Linked DNA regions of Rattus norvegicus: region 2 is linked to region 1. Evidence: chromatin contacts called from public Hi-C data. All regions are on one chromosome and are shown on one strand. The core of a region is the stretch at or near the end of the contact, and the rest is flanking DNA. Distances in the headings are between cores, read along the strand shown.

What was found. Hi-C and Micro-C count contacts between places; a contact is called where the count stands out from the background.
Region 2: a contact with region 1 is called in a Hi-C map of the A7r5 cell line, with 4 times the contacts expected there. The contact joins the enhancer-like site here to the promoter of Rtkn2 in region 1. A contact is called at or near these places in 12 of 12 Hi-C or Micro-C datasets (the A7r5 cell line, the Rat2 cell line, Schwann cells and 7 more) and 1 of 1 datasets of contacts at active chromatin or transcription factors (oligodendrocytes).

Annotation. Positions count from the first base shown.
Region 1 is chr20:20,605,649-20,611,429 of GRCr8, forward strand. Rtkn2 (rhotekin 2) reads right to left here and starts at 3,214. Exons shown (of 12, transcript NM_001107625.2): 1 at 2,971-3,214. The coding sequence starts at 3,009. It overlaps LOC134483792 (a long non-coding RNA gene), which reads left to right. Exons shown (of 3, transcript XR_010060805.1): 3 at 1-1,130.
Region 2 is chr20:20,705,843-20,711,623 of GRCr8, forward strand. No RefSeq gene overlaps it. Among named protein-coding and RNA genes, the nearest start is that of Zfp365, 44 kb to the left of the region's middle. Within about 2 kb of position 2,554, at least 12 of the 93 cell types and tissues checked have an H3K27ac peak or open chromatin away from gene starts, as enhancers often do. A contact at or near this core is called in the A7r5 cell line, where this site is marked.

The DNA.
Region 1 (5,781 bases), core at 1,964-4,463:
CCAGGGTCTACATGGTAAGACCTTGTCTCCAAAAAAAAAAGAAAAAAAAAAGTGGGAAACAATAAGGGAATACTGTGAAGCTGACCTCTGACTTCCACACTCACATGTACAGACAAGGGTAACTCTGCAGAAGTGCGCATTCACACACAGAAGAGACATTAGAGCCGGGTACAGCTCATTAGGGCAATGCCTCCCTAAAGGGTGTGGGGTCCTGAATTGGATCTTTAATGCCACCAGAAAGAGAGAACTTTCAAAGCTGGCCATCTGGGTTATGGAAGAGAGACATCTGGACAGTTTTAAGAGCTAGAACAGCACAAAGGCAGAGAGTGGGCCCTACTGTCAACCCTGAGAAGTGACTTTTAAAGTTGAAAGCAGGGACGGGAGCTTGGTAAAAGGAGACAGAAACCATGCGTAAGTAATTCTGACCAAACCGACTACTCACCTAACAACTATACTTAGGACATGTTGGTAAAGAGAGCCGAGGGTAGGTGAAGAAAATGGAAAGTTGTTTATATGCAGTATGTTTGCTTCTAAAATATTTATTATTATTATCATGTGTGTGTATGTGTAAGATGTGTACACACAAGTACAGGATGTGTGCTGTGTGTATGTGTAAGATTTGTGCATACAAATACAGGATGTGTGTATGTGTGTGTGTGTAAGATGTGTGCACACATAAGTACAGGATGTGTGTGTATGTGTAAGGTGTGTGCACACAAGTACAGGATGTGTGTATGTGTGTGTAAGGTGTATGTGTAAGGGGTGTGTGTAAGACAGGTGTGTGTGTGTGTGTGTGTGTGTGTGTGTAAGACACAGGCACATAGATACTTACCATTTCGTAGTACTTATGTGATGGTCAGATAGCAACTTTGGGGAGCGTTCTCTCTCTCTAGCTCAGGTCCGCAAGACCAAGCTCAGGTCACCACCCTGTACGGCAAGCATGTTTACCTCAGCAGTCCTAATCTCTGACTCTTAAACAAAATTCTACGTACCGAAGAACTGTTGAACTGTTTATGTACAGGAAAAAAAATTAACACTAACCATGGTAGGGAACTGTGGAGAAATGGGATTCGTGTTCTGGGAACACTTTATAAGGACGAACTGTTTCTACTCAAACTACATTTCCGCTTGCAGGTTTTTTGTTTGTTTGTTTGGTTGGTTTTTTTTTTTTTTTTTTTTTTTTTTTTTTGGTAGGAGCTTAAACTTTACCAGGAAGACCGGCTAGGTGCTCGGAGGAGTAGGACAAAGGGATGTAGTAAAAACAGTCATCTCTCGAGCCTACACACCTGCCATCCAGAGGCTACCAAGCCCCACAGGCATTTCAGCCGTTCTGCAGCTATGGAAATTAGACTCAGAACGATGCCTGGGTTATTGAGAATTACACAGCAGAATGGGATCTGACCCCAACCTCACTCCAAAACCAACACTCAGTGCATGAAGAGTCGGAAACACCCCCCCCCCCCCGGGCTGAAGCAGAGTGCAAACCACTAAACCTCTGGTCTCATCCTGTTAGATCACAGACTTCATTTGGGGGGAGGGGACGAGTACCAAATAGAAATGCAATGCTAAGTCAAGTCTAAAATTCTGCTCCTGACTCGACTATTCCTGTGAGGTTGAAACCAGTTACTATGTCGTTGTTTATTTGCAAAACCCAAACAAAAGCCAGTTCTACACTTTAATTATTTTGATATTATGCTTAGAAATTGCTATCTTGCCATATTTACATAAACAAGCCTTAATATATTTGCTATATATACCAGCGGCTTTGTCATCCTCTCTTCTCTACCATCCTTAAATGTCACTGTCGCACACACTAATAAGCACACTTGGATGGCCACATCAGCACTCACAGGATCCCTACGGGAAACTCGACAGATCTTCATTCAGTTCGGTAAAAGTAGAGGCTGTGATGACAATCAACGTAGGAATGGGATGTGGCTCAGGTGATCTAGGGCTTGCCTAGAATGCACAAGGCACTGGGTTAGACCCCAGCTCCGCTCCACAAAAGTCAGGCTTGGTGGGGCACTCCTATAAACTCCACAGTAAGAAAGTAGAGGCAAGCGGAGCCTCAGGAGTTCAAGGCTACCTTTAGAAAAGACAACCAGGACACCCAGAATACACAACAAAATAAGAAGAAATACTTCACAAGAGAGTTGAAAGTTTTCTGTATGTTACTGGAAAACAGGTCCTATGATTACTAATACGGTTTGCAGAATAACTTGAAGCCTGGCTCAACTCTCCAGAGAATTACAGAGGGCTTTCTAACAAGGCAGTAGAAATTCTGTGAACCTGCAGTCTTCGTCTAGATAGAATTACTATTATACTTCAGGAGCCGGTAAGAGGTGAAAATTAAAACGGAAATGAAGATGGAGCTAAAAAGGGCATAAGGGTCTTCTTTTAATTAAAGTGCTAAAATAATGAACAGAAAGTATACTTTTAACTCTTGACTGGGGTTCCCAAGAAATACTCTCGACAACACTAAAATGTAAAAGGTTTTGAACACATCTAAAGATGGCTAAACAACAAACAAACAAACAAACAAAACCAACCAAACAAAAAAACCCCACTGGATTTATTTGCAACTCAGTGTTTTTTCCTAGTATTTGTTCAAGAATCCACGTTTAAACTTACACCTTCCTGGAAAGCTAAGAACATGCCTTTTGAGCGTCCACCCCGCGGTCACCCCACAGTCTGATGCTTGCCCACATCGCTGAAAGCAGCACCTTGCACTAGATGCCCAGCTGCGTAGGCTGCGAAGACACTGGGAGCAAACCGGGGACCGGCTCCCGGGGCATCACCTCCTCTGCAAGCCTAGGAAGACCCGCAGGTGGGAAGGGCCCCGGCGTCCTCCTCCAGCCCCGGCCCTCGCTCTCCTCCTCGGGTGCAGCCTACAGGCGTGCAACGCCACGGAGCTCGCCCGGCTCCGGATCTCGGTCCAGGCTGCCACTCTCCAGTCCCGGCCTCGCTCACCTGCTGCGCGGCGAGGCCCCTCAGCAGCTGCCCTTCCATTTCGGCGCACGTCAACCACGATTTGAAAAGCGCGCCCCGGGGCTGCAGCTGCAGACCGCACCAACCGCTCGGCCGTACCAAGTCCGAGCTGCAGGGGAACCCGGCCCACGACGCCGCGCAAGCGCACTAGGGTCCGCTCCGTCTCTAGAACAGCACGAGACCCGAGGACTCTGCACAGACCCTCTGCTACAGCCGGCCTTAAGCAAGGGCGGGGAGTGGGCGGAGCCTGGATATGCGGTGGGCGGGGTTTGAATAAGAGCGGGCTCGGATGGGTGGGGTCTGTGGTGGGTGGGGCCTGAACTAAGAAGACCCTCATGGGTAGGCTGGACCAGAGCGGAGTGGGTGTGTTTGTGTCTGTCAGTGGGCGGGGCCCCAGCCAGTGGGCGTGGTGGAGTCTTAGAGAAGGTCTCCCTTTAGAAGCCTCAAACAGGTGGTTTTCTTGTCAGGTTTCTTCTTGCGTCCTGCTTGAAGTTCTTTAAAGGAATGGACTGACTGGACCTCACAGACCAGTCAGGGATGTAAGACCCCATTATCTGTCTCTCAAACATGGTTTCACCCAAAGATCATGCTCTGAAAGGCTGGGTGGGGAGACAGGCACCATATGAGACATTTTGCGAGTACTCCCCCTGGGTTTGTCTACATCTAAAGTGACAGCAAACAAATGTGCAGAAGCCTGGTCGTTAGCACGGGCTTTTATTAAGAGAGAGGAGGGGGAGATGCTGAAATGCTGAACTCGAGGCCTTAAGCATGACAAGATATTTGTTCACCACTGAGCTAACCAGTTTAGACTTTTAATTAGAGGATGTCCACACCCCTGTAAAGTGTTTAAAATTATCCCTTGGCATATCTTGTACCGGAAATGTGAAGGGCTTTGGACGTTTTCCTCCTGAGGGAAGACTCTACCAAATCAACCTCCTACCTCACCTCATTAAAGACCTGGGCAACACTCCTTCTATAAACAGTCTGGCCCTGTTTATTTTGGGGACATCCTTTCTTGGGTATGTTGTCCCAGTGGTCCCCCTATCTTCCACTTGTTCCAAGGTGAACTTTAAATGATATGGCCGTCTTGCTCACAGACCTCCTTGTTAAGGCAGTCAATTGAATGGTGTACTTCTTAAAAAGAAATCGAGTGTGTCAGTGAGATGGCTCAGCAAGGAAAGGTACCTACGTAATGCCAAAGCTCCTGACCTGAGTTCCAATTCCCAGTGTCCAATGGTGGAAGGACAGAACCAACTCCCCAAAGTAATGTCCATGTGCACCAGGATGTGGGCATACCTCCCCCAAACACTGAACACAGACACACGCACACACACACACACACACACACACACACACACACACACACACACGGGGCGGGAGAGAGAGATGCATATCCATATATATTATATATATAATTATCCATATATGTATATATGTATATATATGTATATATGTGCATATATGTATATGTATATATGTATATATATGTGTGTATATGTATATATATATAAAATTCCTTCCTCTCAAGTGGATAATTGCCTAGTTGAGAACCTCTGGACTAGATGATTCTAGAAGCTGCTGCCCAGTTAGGAGTGATTTTCCTCTTACTTTAGCAGCCCGTAATGACCCACAATTGTAAAGTAGGTGAAACTCAAAATTACCAACGCCCACCTCACCCAGGTGTCTCCAAACACGGGTCTGAATTCCATTCCCGTGAAGTGCCCTTTGACCCAGCGCACGGGTCTCTTGTGCTGCTCCTTTGTGATGTAATTAGCTGCAGGAGCCGGGCATCACGCCTGACACACAAATGAAGACGTACACACGGTAAATGAACTGTACACAGAGAGCTCATCGTCAGACTCACAGCATTTACCCTGTAACACACACAGCGCTCAGACTCAGACCAAAGCGCCTTGAGAGAGAAAACCAAAAAGGTGACCGGTTTCAAAGTGAGCACCGATGTGAAAATGGATGAGTATTGCAGGATTAATAATCCTAGGAAGAAATCTAGAAGAGGCTGTGTTTGGTACTTACCTATAGACTATAGGTAGTTGCCATTAAAGACCTTTCTCTTTGCAGAAGAAATGATGTGGGACTATCTCTTTCTAAGGCATCCGGGGATGTGTCCCGGAAGTGCTGAAGCTAGATCCTGTCCTAGCTGGTGATTAAAGTGTCTCAGAATAGGGTTTCTGTTTCCTTATTTATCCCTAGGCATTTTGTTTTGTTACTGCTGATTTCATCAAACATAGTTCTCTTTGATGTCTGTAATGATGTCTGTAAAAATAGAAGCAGCCATCAAAACACCACAAGCTTAAAGGGCGGTGGCTGAGGATGCACCCCACTTAGCAAGATGGTTGCCTGCACAAGGTCCTGAGTTCATCTCCCAGCATGGCTTCTACTGGGCGTGGCGCTACATGGGGGGAAACCTAGTACACCAGAGATAAGGGCGAGACAATCAAAAGTTACAAGTTATCCTTGCCTACAAAGAGAGTTGAGGCTAGCATGGGCTACAGGAGACACAGTCAAACATAAAATAAAGTAGGTTAAAGAGCTCACAAGAAGTAGTTGTATTCATTTGAGAATTTATTCATCGAGCGAAGTCATTGTTTTACAACTAGCAAGTATCATTTTTAAGTGTTTGGGAACTAAATCGAGGCATCCTTCAATTCTCCTCAGGCTCTCTGAGAACATGTTAGATAGCCACCCATCCACCCATCTGCCCAGGTTTGCTTCAGCTGGAGGTTGAATGATGGGATTATTACTATGATATCATTGTATAATACCCTTACCAAA
Region 2 (5,781 bases), core at 1,304-3,803, 100 kb after region 1:
GGCTACTCTATTACAAATAGGTCAGATCTATTGATTTTGGCCAGCAGCTCTAGACTTAGAAAAACACATTGACTTTTCCGCTCTTTCCAATTACTTGTGAAATTATTAGCAAGCGATAATGTTAATTATAAAAACAACTTGTCTTGGATAACCTTCCAGCATCTTCTTTACACAGACAAGTATATATAAACGTATAAAAACATGTCAAACTCATATGGAGCCTCAGACACACACATACATCATACATACATACATACAATACACATGTGTGTGTATACACATACATGTATACGATTCTTGTTTCACTTTACACTATTTTTTTCAACACATTTCCATATCAGTGAGTAGAGATCTTTCTGCTTCTTTTAAAAGCAGTGACATAATCCACATCTTTATACCTGTTACGTGCTATATAAATATGACCTAATATATGTCTTTGTACCTGTTACTTCCACATTACTTTTCAAATTTACACACTGTGTTTTCAATGGTAGCGGTTACTATAGCTAGTGTAGATCATGGGACTTAACAGAGTTTGTATTTAGGATAAACCTCTAGGTTAAAATGTACACGTGAGCTTGCAGAAGGCAATGTTTGCTGCACACAAGCAGGAAGACCCATGTTCGATCCCTAGAACCCACTTTAAAAGCGGGGCTTGGTGGCAGGTACCTGGGAGATGGAGACAGGAAAATGTCCGTGGCTCACAGGCCCGGAAGTCACTGGCCCAGAAGCCTTGTCACATCAGTAAGATCCAGGCCAATGAGACTCCCTGTCTCAAACAAACAAATAAACCCACAGTAGATATCAAAAGATTGACACTTGAAATTGACCTTTGGCCTCTAAACACATACACATGAGCACCTATATATCCATGATCTCTCTCTCTCTCTCTCTCTCTCTCTCTCTGTCTCTGTCTCTCTGTCTTTCTCTCTCTCTCTCTCCCTCTCTCTCTCCCTCTCTCTCTCCCTCTCTCTCTCTCTCTCACACACACACACACACACACACACACACACACACACACACAAGGTATGTGTAATGCCATGATCTTTCATCAATGAGAACGAAGCAAAACAGGACAAACTTTGGAATATAAGAATGGGATTTTAAACATTAAATGGGACCAATGGCATTTCTGCAATTAGTACGCCTATTTGATCCAATTTTGCAGAACTGTCAATGTTCAACATAATAGAGAGGCCAGTGCTAGTCGAATGACAAAGGGTGGAGAAGTTTGAAAGAGCCAATTCAGAGACAGTTAAAGGTCAGGATGGCTTCCAAATACGTCAGTTAGTAAGGTCAAAAAGACTCATTGGGAACAACCTTGCTTTAAATCATAGGAAAAAGCATCTGTCTCCAGAACATTCTATTTTAAATGTCTTTTGGAAAAAAAATATTTACTTACATGTTTATCCTATGTGTGTGCCCAAGCCTGTGTGTGTATCATATGTCTGAAGTACCCTAGGAGGCCAGAAGAGGGTGTCAGAGTGTCTTGAGCTTACAAGTGGCTGTGAACAGCCAGATGTGGGTGCTGTGAACTGACCCTAGGACCTCTGGAGGAGCAGTGTGCCCCCTTAGCCACCAAACTGTGTCTACAGCCCCTTAAACATTTATTTTTTATTTCTAGTTTTTTATATGTGTGTGCATGTTCATGCAGAGGCCAGAAGAGGGTGTGAGATCTCCTGGAACTGGAGTTGTGCACCTTTGTGAATTGTCCAAGAGAGGTGGGAACCACATTTAGGTCCCCTGGAAGAGCAGAAAAATGCTCGCAAGCACTGAGCCATCTCTCTAGCCCTAGCACATTCCGTTTTAAACCCTAAGATTTACTTCAAGCACTCTCCTAGTAAGCCCAGATTTGGCGCTCTGTCTCCAGTCATTACAAGGCTTAACGAGTCTAAGAATGTGATCCAGGAAAACCTCTCAACACTCTGTGTTTCCTCCAAAGGCCCAGATTAGCAGGGGAATCAAGCCAAAAAGAAGTACACTTTGCTGAGTATGAGCTACTCCACAGAGAGGCTTGATCTAAGTTCATCTGAGACTTCTCCAAAGAGGAATTAAACGGGTTGAACTGGGGAGGTGGTTTCACTGACAGAATGCTTTTCTATCGTGCGTGAAGCCCCTGGTTCCATCTCCAGTACCACACAACCTTGGTGTAGTGGCACATACTGGAATCCTTGGGAGATGGAGGTGGGGCGGGATATCAGAAATTGAAGGTCACTCTTGCTTACCTAATGCGTTTGAGGCTAGCCTGGGCTACGGAAGACCCGGCTTTAATCAAACAAAACCAATAACAATGACAACAAAAAAGTAAATAAACACACACACACACACACACACACACACACACACACACACACACTCAAACCCAAATACCCAAGGGGTACATAAAAGGGCCAAGATAACTCCACTAGAGCTTGTGAGTTACTGAAGTCACTAAGGAGTTTTTGGAAGCCCCAGAAGTTGGGTTCCGAAAGTGACTTCCTTCAGACAGTAGATGACTCACTGACTTTGGCCATCACGGCTGCTGATTCACCTGCTCTCAGCTCGGTTGCATAACAATTGGGGCTGGCGGGATATTTCGGTCTGTTGATTTCAAGTGTCAAGCCTTTAGTATGCACACACTAACTCTGATGTCCTTCTTGGGAAAAGCTCCACAGTGCTCATGCGCAGGTGAAGGCTCCACATTGCTCATGCGCAGATGGCCTTGGGAACCGACAGCACAAGAGAAATGCCTCTCAGTTGCTGCTGCTGCTGAGAGGAACTCGCTCTGAGCACCTCATCATCTTCTTTACCCACCTAGAGCTGAAATGGTCCTGATGGGAATCCAAAGTGGAATCCAGGAGCCCCAACAGAGGACCAAGGAGTGTCCCAAGATGTCACTTACAGGCTTCATTTTTAAAACCCAAAATCCAGTGTGGGCCTCAAATATACTGAGGGTGGAAATCTGGTTACTTCAGAAATAGGGGGTATTGAGAATAGTCAGCCTAGAGTTTCCTTGGAAATACTAAGGAAGTAGAACCACAGTGGGGAGTTCCCAATCCTCTCGTTCTCACTCTGTGTGTTCAGTGTAGACGACGACTCCTCCTCCTCCTCCTCCTCCTCCTCCTCCTCCTCCTCCTCCTCTTCTTCTCCTTCTTCTTCTCCCCTTCCTCCTCCCCCTTCCTCCTCCTCCTCCTCCTCCTCCTCCTCCTCCTCCTCCTCCTCCTCCTCCTCCTCTTCTTCTTCTTCTTTTTCTTCTTCTTCTTCTTCTTCTTCTTCTTCTTCTTCTTCTTCTTCTTCTTCTTCTTCTTCTTCTTCTTCTTCTTCTCCTTCTCCTTCTTCCTCTCCTCCTCCTCCTCTTCCTCCTCCTCCCCCTCCTCCTCCTCCTTTTTCTTCTTCATAAAATGGAAAATGGGTGGACCTGGTCTGGCGAGATGGTCGGTGTACTGGCTGGTTGTGTGTGTGTCAACTTGACACAAGCTGGAGTTCTTGCAGAGAAAAGAGCCTCCCTGAGGCTCCCTTCAAACTGTAAGGCATTTTCTCACTCAGTGATCAAGGGTGGGAGGGCCCATTGTGGGTGGTGCCATCCCTGGGCTGGTGGTCTTGGGTTCTATAAGAAAGTAAGCTGAGCAAGCCAGGGGAACAAGCCAGTAAGCAACATCACTCCACGGCCTCTGCATCAGCTCCTGCTTCCTGACCTGCTTGAGTTCCTGTCCTGACTTCCTTTGGTGATGAACAGCAATGTGGAAGTGTAAGCTGAATAAACCCTTTCCTCCCCAACTTGCTTCTTGGTCACGATGTCAGTGCAGGAACAGAAACCCTGACTGAGACAGTGGGCAATTCAAAGAAGCAGATACAGAAGACTTGCAGAAGACTTGAATCCAGTTCCTTCATGTTGGGCAGCTCAGAACTGCCTTTAACTCCAGTTCTAAGGGGATCTGAGTTTCTCTTCTAGACTCCTCAAGGGCACCTACATGCAGAAGTGCACACACTTACCTTTAAACATACATACATACACACACACACACACACACACACACACACACACACACGGAAACAAATCACAAAAAGAGGAATGGCGGGGGGTTGGGGATTTAGCTCAGTGGTAGAGCGCTTGCCTAGCAAGCGCAAGGCCCTGGGTTCGGTCCCCAGCTCCGAAAAAAAGAAAAAAAAAATAGGAATGGCGGATGTAGGAGAACTTCCAGATTAAAACGGAAGGTGCTTGAAGAGCTGTTAGTTCCAGATGTCTACCCAAGCTTCAGTTTCTTCATTTGGTAAAGGGTTGCGTACCTAGACCGACATTTCCCAAACTTCCTTGAACGAGAACATCTCGCGGAGAACATCACGTCGAGTACTTGTTAAAACTGGGGCAACACAGCCTTACCCAGGTGAGCTGAATGCAAATCAGTGGAGCGGGTGCTGAGAATCGAGTTTAAGTCCTCCGGACCAGCGCACTGTGGAGCCTGCCCTGGCTCGGACCACGTGACCCGTTTAAACTCTAGAACGAGTGAATGGACCCGGTTCTTTCTGAGAGGTGGTGTCGATGAAGAAAAAGAGCAACAAACAGACCTTGACTCTCTCAGGTGGGGTGTACCCAAGGTAATGTCCTTCAACACTATATCTTAGATCAGGCTACCCCCTCCCCAATACTTCTGACCCATAACCTAACTTGAGTTTTTGATTCTTCTCTAATTTAGAGGGAGAAACATAGAGAGAGGAGCGTGATGATGTGTTGAAGGATCGCTGAGCAAAGTTAAGCTGGATGGCATGTTACTGAATGTTTCCCGAACGTCCAAACTTGTGTCCTTGCTAGGGAGATTGGGAAGGACTACAACAACGCCCCTCCCCCACCCCAAAATGAGTTTTCAAACAGGTGAGGACTTAATCAGGCTCTCAGCCCAGAGCCCAGGTTTCCTGATGCTCGGAATCAACTTATTTTCTGATGACTTTACATTTGTAATTATCCTCTCAATGAAGAGGGTCCGTTTGGCCACACAGGTGCCTTAGGTATGATTGTCTGAGAGCGCATGCGCTCACTGGTAGCTGGTGTCTGAGGGATGATGCAGGTGACCTCTAGAATGGTATAAGGCTCTCCCGCCAGGAGGCTGAGGACTCCTAGCAACTAATTTTCAGGCAATGGAAGGACAGTGGTGAGACAACGAAGTGGCAGGAGCTGCCACACTTAAGGCACCTGCAAAGTCTGAGGGAAGCCAGTCCGTTGGCAGAGATCGACATCAGTACCAATTCACATCCATTCTGCTTACTAGCACAAAAGTTATTTTTACCACGTCCCTTCGCAGCCACATTTTCATCCAACCCCCAGCAATGTTCAAGTCCTTAAGCTACAAAAGTCAAAAGGGGGGAAAAAAGAATTTCTTTTGATCTGTTGTCTTCGTCTGTGATGCCATATACTTTACAGGCAAAGCCATAAAAGATGTACTAAAGTATGTCATCTCCAGAATACTTAATTAAATACTATCTATAGAAAATGACTGGTCAGCCAAGTTAGCTATTTTTGTCCATGTTTTGCACAGATATATGGATCGTCATATTATACACCCAAAATATTAACATATCGCTCTCTTTGGCGTTTGGGTTTCTTTACTATAGCTTGTCTATGTTTTTCTATTAGTTTATTTAGCGATTCTTCGTATGTGTGCACACATGTAGAAGTTCATAGGTGGAGGTCTGGACGTCAGAGGACAGCATTCGGGAGTTGGTTCTTTGCTTCAGCGATGTATGTGGGTTCTAGGGATCAAACGCATAGACAAGCTTGGTAGCAAGGTTTTTAACCCACCGAGAGGC